2 separate regions of the Mustela erminea genome follow, and region 1 is linked to region 2. The links are chromatin contacts, called in public Hi-C maps. All regions are on one chromosome and are shown on one strand. Each heading gives the region's core, a stretch centred on a gene start, on an enhancer-like site or on the middle of the called end of the contact. The rest is flanking DNA. Distances are from core to core; before and after follow the strand shown.

Region 1 (4,177 bases), core at 1,205-3,704, 60 kb after region 2:
GAACGACTCCCTAATGTGACAGTGGGTGAGGAAAAGCATCTCTTATTGAAAAAATTGTGTGTGTGTGTTTTAAGATTTTTTTTTCAAAACGAGTCTCTACACCCAACTTGGGGCTGGAACTCACAACCCCTCAACCAAGAGACGCACGCTCCCCCGACTAAACCAGCCAGATGCCCCCAAAAGACTGTGCTTTGAGACAAATGTTTGCTTGCTCAGAAGCAGCAGAAAAGGTTTGGGGGTGGCAAGCCACAACAAATACTGTCATTGAAGCAAAATTAGTACAGGTCTTAAATTCCCGAGGTTACAAAACAGCCTGGCTGAGGTCATTTGTGCCTAATTATTGTGCCTAATAATTACCTTGACTAATTAGAGCAAAGGTTTTGGAGTGTGTTTCTATTCCCAGACACTGAGTCATCAGTGACCCAGAATAAATCATTTCACTCTATTTGTGTCTTGGATCTTCGGCATGGGAGCACCCTTGGCCAACACCTCCGGGAAATTCCAAAGGCTTCATTAATTAATATTTGGAAAACAATGTAATTTGTATATGTCAGGCCTATAGAAACATGACATCAGTATGTTTTGTATGTTGGGTTCATTTATTTAATTATTCACCTACTCCCCAGGTGCACTTAATATTTATTAATATTTATTAAGTACCTCTTCCTAGCCAGGCCCTGAGAAAGGAAGTGGGAGTACAGGGGCTCCTGGGTGGCTCAGTGGGTTAAAGCCTCTGCCTTCAGCTCAGGTTGTGATCCCAGGGTCCTGGGATCGAGCCCCACATCGGGCTCTCTGCTCAGTGGGGAGTCTGCTTCCTCTCTCTCTGCCTGCCTCTCTGCCTACTTGTGATCTGTCTGTCAAATAAATAAATAAAAATTTTTTTAAAAAGTGGGAGTACAACATGAACAAGACAGATGGACCCCTGTCCTCATGAAGCTTGTAGTCTAGGGGTGGAGGCAGATGGTAAGTAAGTAAAGCAACAGACACAATAATTACAAACTGCGAAGTGCTACAAGGAAAATTACTCTGCCACAGGCACTAGCACAAGAGGTGATCACAGAGGGCTTCTTAGAGGAGGTGGCCCCCAAGCTAAGTCCTGAAGGAAATAGCCGGTAGAATCGGCATTCTATATGAATGGAGGGCATGACAGGAAGCAAGACACGACACGCAGGCAAGAGTGGTAAATGGTCATGACAAGCACAGCCTTTCTGGGTTTAAAGCCTGCTCTGTCCCTGCCACTGACTAGTGGTCGTGGGGGACAGGGGAGAGCTGGGAACAGGAAGTGACTGTTTAGTGGGCATAGGATTCCTTTTGGGGTGATGAAAATATCTTGGAAGAGGACAGAGGTGATGGTTGCACAACAGTGTGAACATACTAAACATCACTGAATTGTTCACTAGAAAGTGATTAAGGTGTGGGGTGCCTGAGTGGCTCAGTGGGTTAGAACCTCTGCCTTCGGCTCAGGTCATGATCCCAGGGTCCTGGGATAGAGCCCTTCCGTGGAGAGCCTGCTTCCCCCTCTCTCTCTGCCTGCCTGCCTCTCTGCCTACTTGTGATCTCTGTCAAATAAACAAAATCTTTAAAAAAAAAAAAAAAGATTAAGGTGAATTTTATGCTATGTGAATTTCACCTCAATTAAACAAATCTTAAACACACATATGCACACACACACACACACACACATACAAACACACACACACACATGTGCATGCACACTGAGCAAGCTTTCCTTCCCCGCAGCTGGGAATCCTCAGCCCAGCCCAGGAACCTCATTTGGGAATGACCTTCCATCCCCTCCAGGGAGTGGAGGCCTGTTCAGTTCTGCAGACTGAACAGGTCTTACTCCCTAAACTGCAAGAAGGGGAATTCAGATCTCATTGTGGAGGCCTTACTATGTGCCAGGCCCTGTGCTAGACAGTTTATAGGAACTGTATCTGTCAATCCTCCTGACCCTCTGTCCTACCCCACTGTTCGATTCTTCACGGAGCTTATCACCAGCTGACATTTCAATGTATATACATTATTTGATCACTGTTGTTTTTTCCTCCCCAGAATGTAAGCTTCGTGGGGGCAGGAATTTTGTCTGTTTTGTTCACTACCACATTCCTCATGCCTGGCACATAGTAGGTGCTCAATAAATTAATTAGGTGGAATAACCTAGCAAGAGAGGACTTAGCATCTGCAGTTTACAGGTGGGGAAAGGTGGGCTCAATGATTTGCTAAGTTCCCATGACTGGTAAGGAACAGAGATAGAATTTGAACTCGGGCCATCCAGGGGCAGAGCCTACGATGCAGGGAGCTTTCCTTCATCAGCTTCCTAGTCCCTGCTGGGACTATGAATTGAAGTCTGAAAATTAAAGGCATATAGGCCATGACTCATCTCTTAGGCAAAGAGGAGGGAAATCATGACCCAGAGCTGAGTCATCGTTTCTGCTTCCCTCTGTGCTGACTCGTTCATTCTCCAGTTCTTGGCCTCCCCAAGCTCTGTGCTGGGGTGAGGCCAGGGGCTCAACATAGTCCAAGGCTCCTTTCTCATCTTGACTCTGCCCTCTTGGCTGGGACATTCTGACCCAGACGAAACCACAGATGTCGGTCCAGGCCAGCCATGCCCGGAGGGCCACTCAGATCTGGACACAAGAATCTGAGGCCATGGAGGTGTCTGAATGCTGGCAGTGTGAGGCCTCAGAATGCCTCCCACTTTTAGGTTTTCTTGCATGGAGGGTGCCAGGAGTAACTTATTTAAAACACGAATTAAATCTAACTTCTAAAAAAAGACGCAAGCCTTAACATCAGAAAGAGATGGGTTGGAAACGCAGCTCGGCTGCTTATGAGCTGTGTGCCCTTGGGCATGCTACTTGACTATTCTGTTCTTCAGGTTCCTCCTTCGGAAAACGAGGACATATTATCTGCTTCTGAGAGTTGGCAAGAGGACAGAAGAGGACATTTTGAGTGGGGGCCATTTGCACAGCCTGAAGTAGGAGGAAAACATGCCCTAAGACAGTGGAATGCTGAGGACTGAACTCTGGGGCAGAGATGGCACTGGGGTGAGGTTGAAGGTAACAAGATTCTGGGTGTGGGCCCAAGGCTGGCCGGTGAATCAAAGCATGATGCTGAACTCGTAGCTTAACCTCTGGAAGCTTCCCTTTCTCCTACTGTGTAAGAGTGGAGGTTGGACCTGGCCAGACCCTGCCCTGTCCCTCACAGAATGAAAATATTCCACAAAAGGAAGCCTGCTAATGGACATCAGGGTGAGAGAATGGAAGGCAGGGGCTTTAAAACAATTCCCCTAGTGATACACGAATATATTTTTGTGAGAGATTCTAAAAATTCAAATCTACACAGAGCAAAATATGAAGTTCCTCTTCATCAGCTTCTACCATCAACAGTTTGGAGCACATCCTTACAGCCTCTTTGCTTTGTGTTTATGCCGATATGTGCGCAGGGCTCCTAGCTAACGGCACTTACTACCTGTCAGGCAGTGCTCCAAGGAATTTACATAGGTTAATTTTTTGATCTCCACAGCAATAGCATGAGGCAAATCCTTTGATCTCATTTATGTATTTATTTACTTTAAAGATTTTATTTATTTATATGAGAGAGAACATGAGCAGGAGGAGGAGCAGAAGGAGAGAGCGGAGCCCCGACGTAGGGCTCCATCCCAGGACCCTGAGATCATGACCTGAGCTAAAGGCAGATGCTCAACCTACTGAGCCACCCAGGTGCCACTCTATTATCTCTTTTACAGAGAAGGAAATGCAGGTCCAGAGAGGTGAAGTAACCTCCCCAAAGCCACATAGCTTCAGACAGAAGCTGGGATTCAAACCCATATAGCCGGGCCCCAGATTCTATATACATAGCCACTGCATTCTACTCTTTTAAGTAGTTTTTCTCTTCCATGCAGGGCATCATAGCTGGTGTATCCCTGGCATGTTGCCGTTTGCATTCAATAGCCTTTTGAGAACATCCCGTGTCAGTTCATAAGGGTCTTCTTCCCTCCCTTCAAGGACAGCACAGCACTGTATGGTGTCCCAGCACAAAGATGCTGTAATGTATCTGTCCATTTCTTGCAGACAGACCATCAAGGGGTTTCTACCCTTTCAGTTTGACAAGCAATCCTTTGGCTCTCACCACTTGACCATATGTCTCTAGGCACTCACAGAGATTTCCAGTTTATACC
Region 2 (4,160 bases), core at 1,626-4,125:
TGTCTTACTACCGGTGCTACTATCTTCTACTTATTACTACTTTTTTGTTGTAATTTTTTATTTCAAAATTTCTTTAGCTATTCTCAACTGTAAATTCTTTTGACTGAACTTAAATACTTCTGACCCATTTCCAAAAATCCTTTGGGGCTTTTATTAGAGCTATAAACCACAACTGTAAGTTAATTTGAAAAGAATCAGCCCTCCAGGGTGGAGAGGGGGGAAATGGGTACTTTTAGACAAAGCCAGAGGTAGTAAAAACTGGCCTTCTGGGAAGATAACCGTAGAGTCTCCATCATAAACTTTCATTTTTTTCTTAACTTTTTACTTATTTAAATAATCCCTACACCCCACATGGGGTTCATACTCACAACCCAAGACCAAGAGTCTCACGTTCCTCCAACAGAGACAGCCAGGCACCCTGGGAGTAGAAACTTTTAGATGTTATCAATGCTTTTGACCCAGAATGTCCACTTCTTGATATCTAGAAATCTCCCACATGAGCACAAAAGATGTGCACTGCAGGGGCGCCTGGGTGGTTCAATGGGTTAAGCCTCTGCCTTTGGCTCAGGTCATGATCTCAGGGCCCTGGGATCAAACCCCGAATCGAATCGGGCTCTCTCTCAGCGGGGAGCCTGCTCCCCCCGCCACCCCACTTGCCTCTCTTGCCTATTTGTGATCTCTGTCAAATAAATAAAATCTTTAAAAAATAAAAAGTAAAAGTGCACTGCAACGCATTTTGCAACAGACTCCAAACAAAATAAAGTAAGTGACATCGCAGAGACTGATAGGAAGGTATGGCAGAGCCACGTGCACCGAGGAGGGAGGGGGTCCTGGATTTAATGTGACGAGGAGCAGACAGCTAGACAAATGCCTACACCACGAGCCCATCTACTGTTTTACATCACAGGACGTGCTCTGGGAGAGGAGGGCAGCCAAGTGCTTCCTGTAAAGGATAGGACAGTCCGTATTTTTGGCTCTGTGACCTGTAAGGTGTCTGTCGCAACTCTTCAGCTCTTGCCGTTGAGGCGCCAAAACAGCCCAGGACAATAATGTGAACAGACAAGTCTAAATGGAGCTTAGGGAGAAAACCAGCCAGTGGGATGGATTTGGCCCTCGGCCTGTAGTTTTTTGGACTCCGGGCCCAGAAAGAAGACTGACTACCCGTGTCAAGGTCTGTACGAACTATATGGCAAGCACTAGCCTAAGAAGTTTACAAATACTCACTCATTAAACTCATGTAAGCCTCCTAAGAACGTGGAAGAGAGACTATCCTTCTGCACATCTTACAGAGGAAGAGACTGAGAGGCTCTGCTCAAGGTCACACAGCTCGTCAGCAGAACTGGGATTCAAACCCAGGTGGTCTCCACACAGAGACTGTCCATCAGTGTTACTCAGGTTAGTCCTCCGGTGGTGTCCTATTTCTCTGAGCAGTGTGCTTCTAGGATCCTGAACCAGCCACCTTGATAAAGAATTTCATTCTTACAATACAGAAAAAGCATGACTGCTTGGGAAAAGACGCGGTTTATCTCTCTTGATGTTGAGACCACAAAACACCACCATTTGACCAGTCGTCAAAAAAAAAAAAAAAAGTTAGACACACAAAATGATGTCATGCTGCCCGCTGTACCCCCAAGTTCCAGGGAAAAGAAGGATCGTGCCTGTTTCAGGTACGGAAAGTCACACAGGAGAAGAGTCCAGACTTTTTAGAGAAACGCAACCCTGTGTCTGAGTCACAGCTGGGCATCTCCCAGACAAGTCACTCAACCTCTCTGAGCCCTAGCTTCTCCACTGGCAAAAGAGGCTGGGACACACATGCCTCAGGGGTTGTGCCATAACCTTACAAGAGACCGTTTAGAAATGGGGCTAGGAGGATGCCTGGCCCCTTTCCTGTTGCCCACTACATAAATTCCTGTAGGATTGGCAGGTCCATTCCTGTCTGTCTGGTCCCCAGCTAGCTGCACACTGAGAAGCCAGAGCCTGCTTTGTCCACAGCCACAGACATCTTCTACCAAAGGCTAGCAGAAGAACTACAGCCACAACAAGAACCAAGGATGGCCAGGCCAAGGGCACTGCCAGCACCCCATGTGGTACAGCTTAGGAGTGGGAGGGAGGAGGTTGGGGGAGCAGTGTCTGAGCCCTGAGGACAAGTATCTGCAAGTTACAGCCCACTGATGGCCGAGTGTCCCAGATCCCAAAGCCAGAACCGGGGAGAGGGTCCATTTTACAAGTGGTCAAGGTGAGGCCCAGAGAACCGGACAGGGGCTTCTGAAGGAGCCTAGGAAAGCATCCACCCAGGCATTCTCCCGAGGTCCTGACCCAAGTTAGGCCAAGGTCAGCCCCACCCCCAGGTGCTCTGTTGGACCAAACACATGAATTTGAGCACAGGCACTGAAGGGGACATGCGCCCTGCAACCCACTGTTGTCTCTGTCACTGTTGTCACTTATCTGTCCCCACCCGCGTCTGTGTGTGCCGTCCCCGGCAAACAGGATCTCATGGAATTTTCGCCGTCAGTCTGGGATATGGTTACCCAGCTTGATAGGACGCGCAACAAAGGACAAGAGAGTAAGGTGTTGGCAGTGTGGGTCCTTCCAAACTGGCGCAACAACTGGATTGGGCACGGCACAAGTGGGGTGGGGAGGTTCCTTAGGGGAAAAGGTAGCGGCTGTGGGATCTGGCAGCAGACCCCCTGGGTTCACATCCTAACTTCGTCAACGTGCCACCCACCTTACCGGGGGACCACCCCTACCCCACAAGCCCTGGGCTGGGACAGCTGTCCCTTTAAGGCTCTGGTGGGCGGGCCCAGCCGTTCCCATGGAGCTCTCTGAGCTCCTTCCTGGCTTCCAAATTCCTGGCCCAAACAGGAAGTGAGTCACAGCAGGAGAATGCAGGGCTCCTGGCCTTAGGGAGACATTCAAGGGCAACCACAGGTTCCCCAGTGGGGGTCGGGCCTTCGTAGGGTGCTTGGCTCCCAGGGAAGTGGGACAAGATTTCGGCATCTGCTTGCATCGCTGGCTGGCGCCCAAGTGACAAAAGGTCTCTGAGGTCACCCGAGTTGACTGGGGTCAGGCAGGAGGTCCCACAGCCGTCTCTTTTGGTCACTAGCCAGAACTCCAACACCAGGGTTTGTGGAACCCATACCAAGAGCATGCGAAAAGATTTATAGATTCTCACAACACTGCAAGGCGGTCACCTTTGTCATCCCTACTTTCCAGGAGAGCAAACTCAGGCTCAGGTTAAGGAACCTGCCCTGAGTCCTACCACCCCACACCTCCCAGTCCTTGTGAATCTGAACCCAGTGCCTCCTACAGGACGGGGCGGGGGGCAGGGAGGACAGATCTGGATTAGGATCCTGGCTTGGCCACTTCCTGACCCTTTCGGTGGAGAGGCCCTCGTCCTTCCAACTACTACGTACTGTCTGCTCCTGTGAGGGGCAGGGGGACAGGCTCAAGTGAACGCACACAGCCTCCAGGGAAGGCAGGGAGACGCCAAACAAAAGTAGACACGATGAGAAACAAGGAGCAGAGAGAACAGTGCAGGAGTGGAGGGTCAGAAGGGCTCTCCCAGGAGGGGACACAGAAGATAAACAGAAAAGAAAGGGACAGACAGGGGCGCCTGGGTGGCTCAGTGGGTTAAAGCCTCTGCCTTCGGCTCAGGTCATGATCCCAGGGTCCTGGGATCGAGCCCCTCGTCAGGCTCTCCACTCAGCGGGGAGCCTGCTTCTCCCTCTACCTCTGCCTGCCTCTCTGCCTGCTTGTGATCTCTTGTCTGTCAAATAAATAAAATCTTAAAAAAAGAAGGGGACAGACAGCCTTTTCAAAGAGTGGGCAGAAGGGCAGCTCGGGGGCTGACGTAAATCAGAGAACTGCATCTGATAGAGCCCCTGAATCGAGTAAATTTTAATAGGAGGGAGAGGCCTCTACGGGAGAAGGTTCCAGTGGGGTGGACACGGGGCCCTGCCAGGTCACGCCCAGGACGGGAAATCCTCGCTGCTGGTACCCACTGAGAACACCAGCAGGAATGCCAGGGCCTGTGGCCCAAGCTTGGTCCCTCCTCCCTGGCCTCAGAAGTGGCCAGTCAGCACCCTGGAAACAACTGACCACCTCCCCACCCCCACCTCCTGTCTCTTTGGGGCCTCCCAGCCTGCCGGGCTGGGAGCCGT

What was found. A called contact is a pair of places that touch in the nucleus more often than the background predicts.
Region 1: a contact with region 2 is called in a Hi-C map of skeletal muscle, with 13 times the contacts expected there. The contact joins two enhancer-like sites. A contact is called at or near these places in 3 of 3 Hi-C or Micro-C datasets (fibroblasts, skeletal muscle and spleen).

Annotation. Positions count from the first base shown.
Region 1 is chr20:16,840,402-16,844,578 of mMusErm1.Pri, forward strand. No RefSeq gene overlaps it. Among named protein-coding and RNA genes, the nearest start is that of C20H16orf72, 24 kb to the left of the region's middle. Within about 2 kb of position 2,455, the one cell type or tissue checked has open chromatin away from gene starts, as enhancers often do. A contact at or near this core is called in fibroblasts, where this site is marked.
Region 2 is chr20:16,780,081-16,784,240 of mMusErm1.Pri, forward strand. The region is part of intron 2 of LOC116581048 (a long non-coding RNA gene); the gene reads right to left. Among named protein-coding and RNA genes, the nearest start is that of C20H16orf72, 37 kb to the right of the region's middle. Within about 2 kb of position 2,876, the one cell type or tissue checked has open chromatin away from gene starts, as enhancers often do. A contact at or near this core is called in fibroblasts, where this site is marked.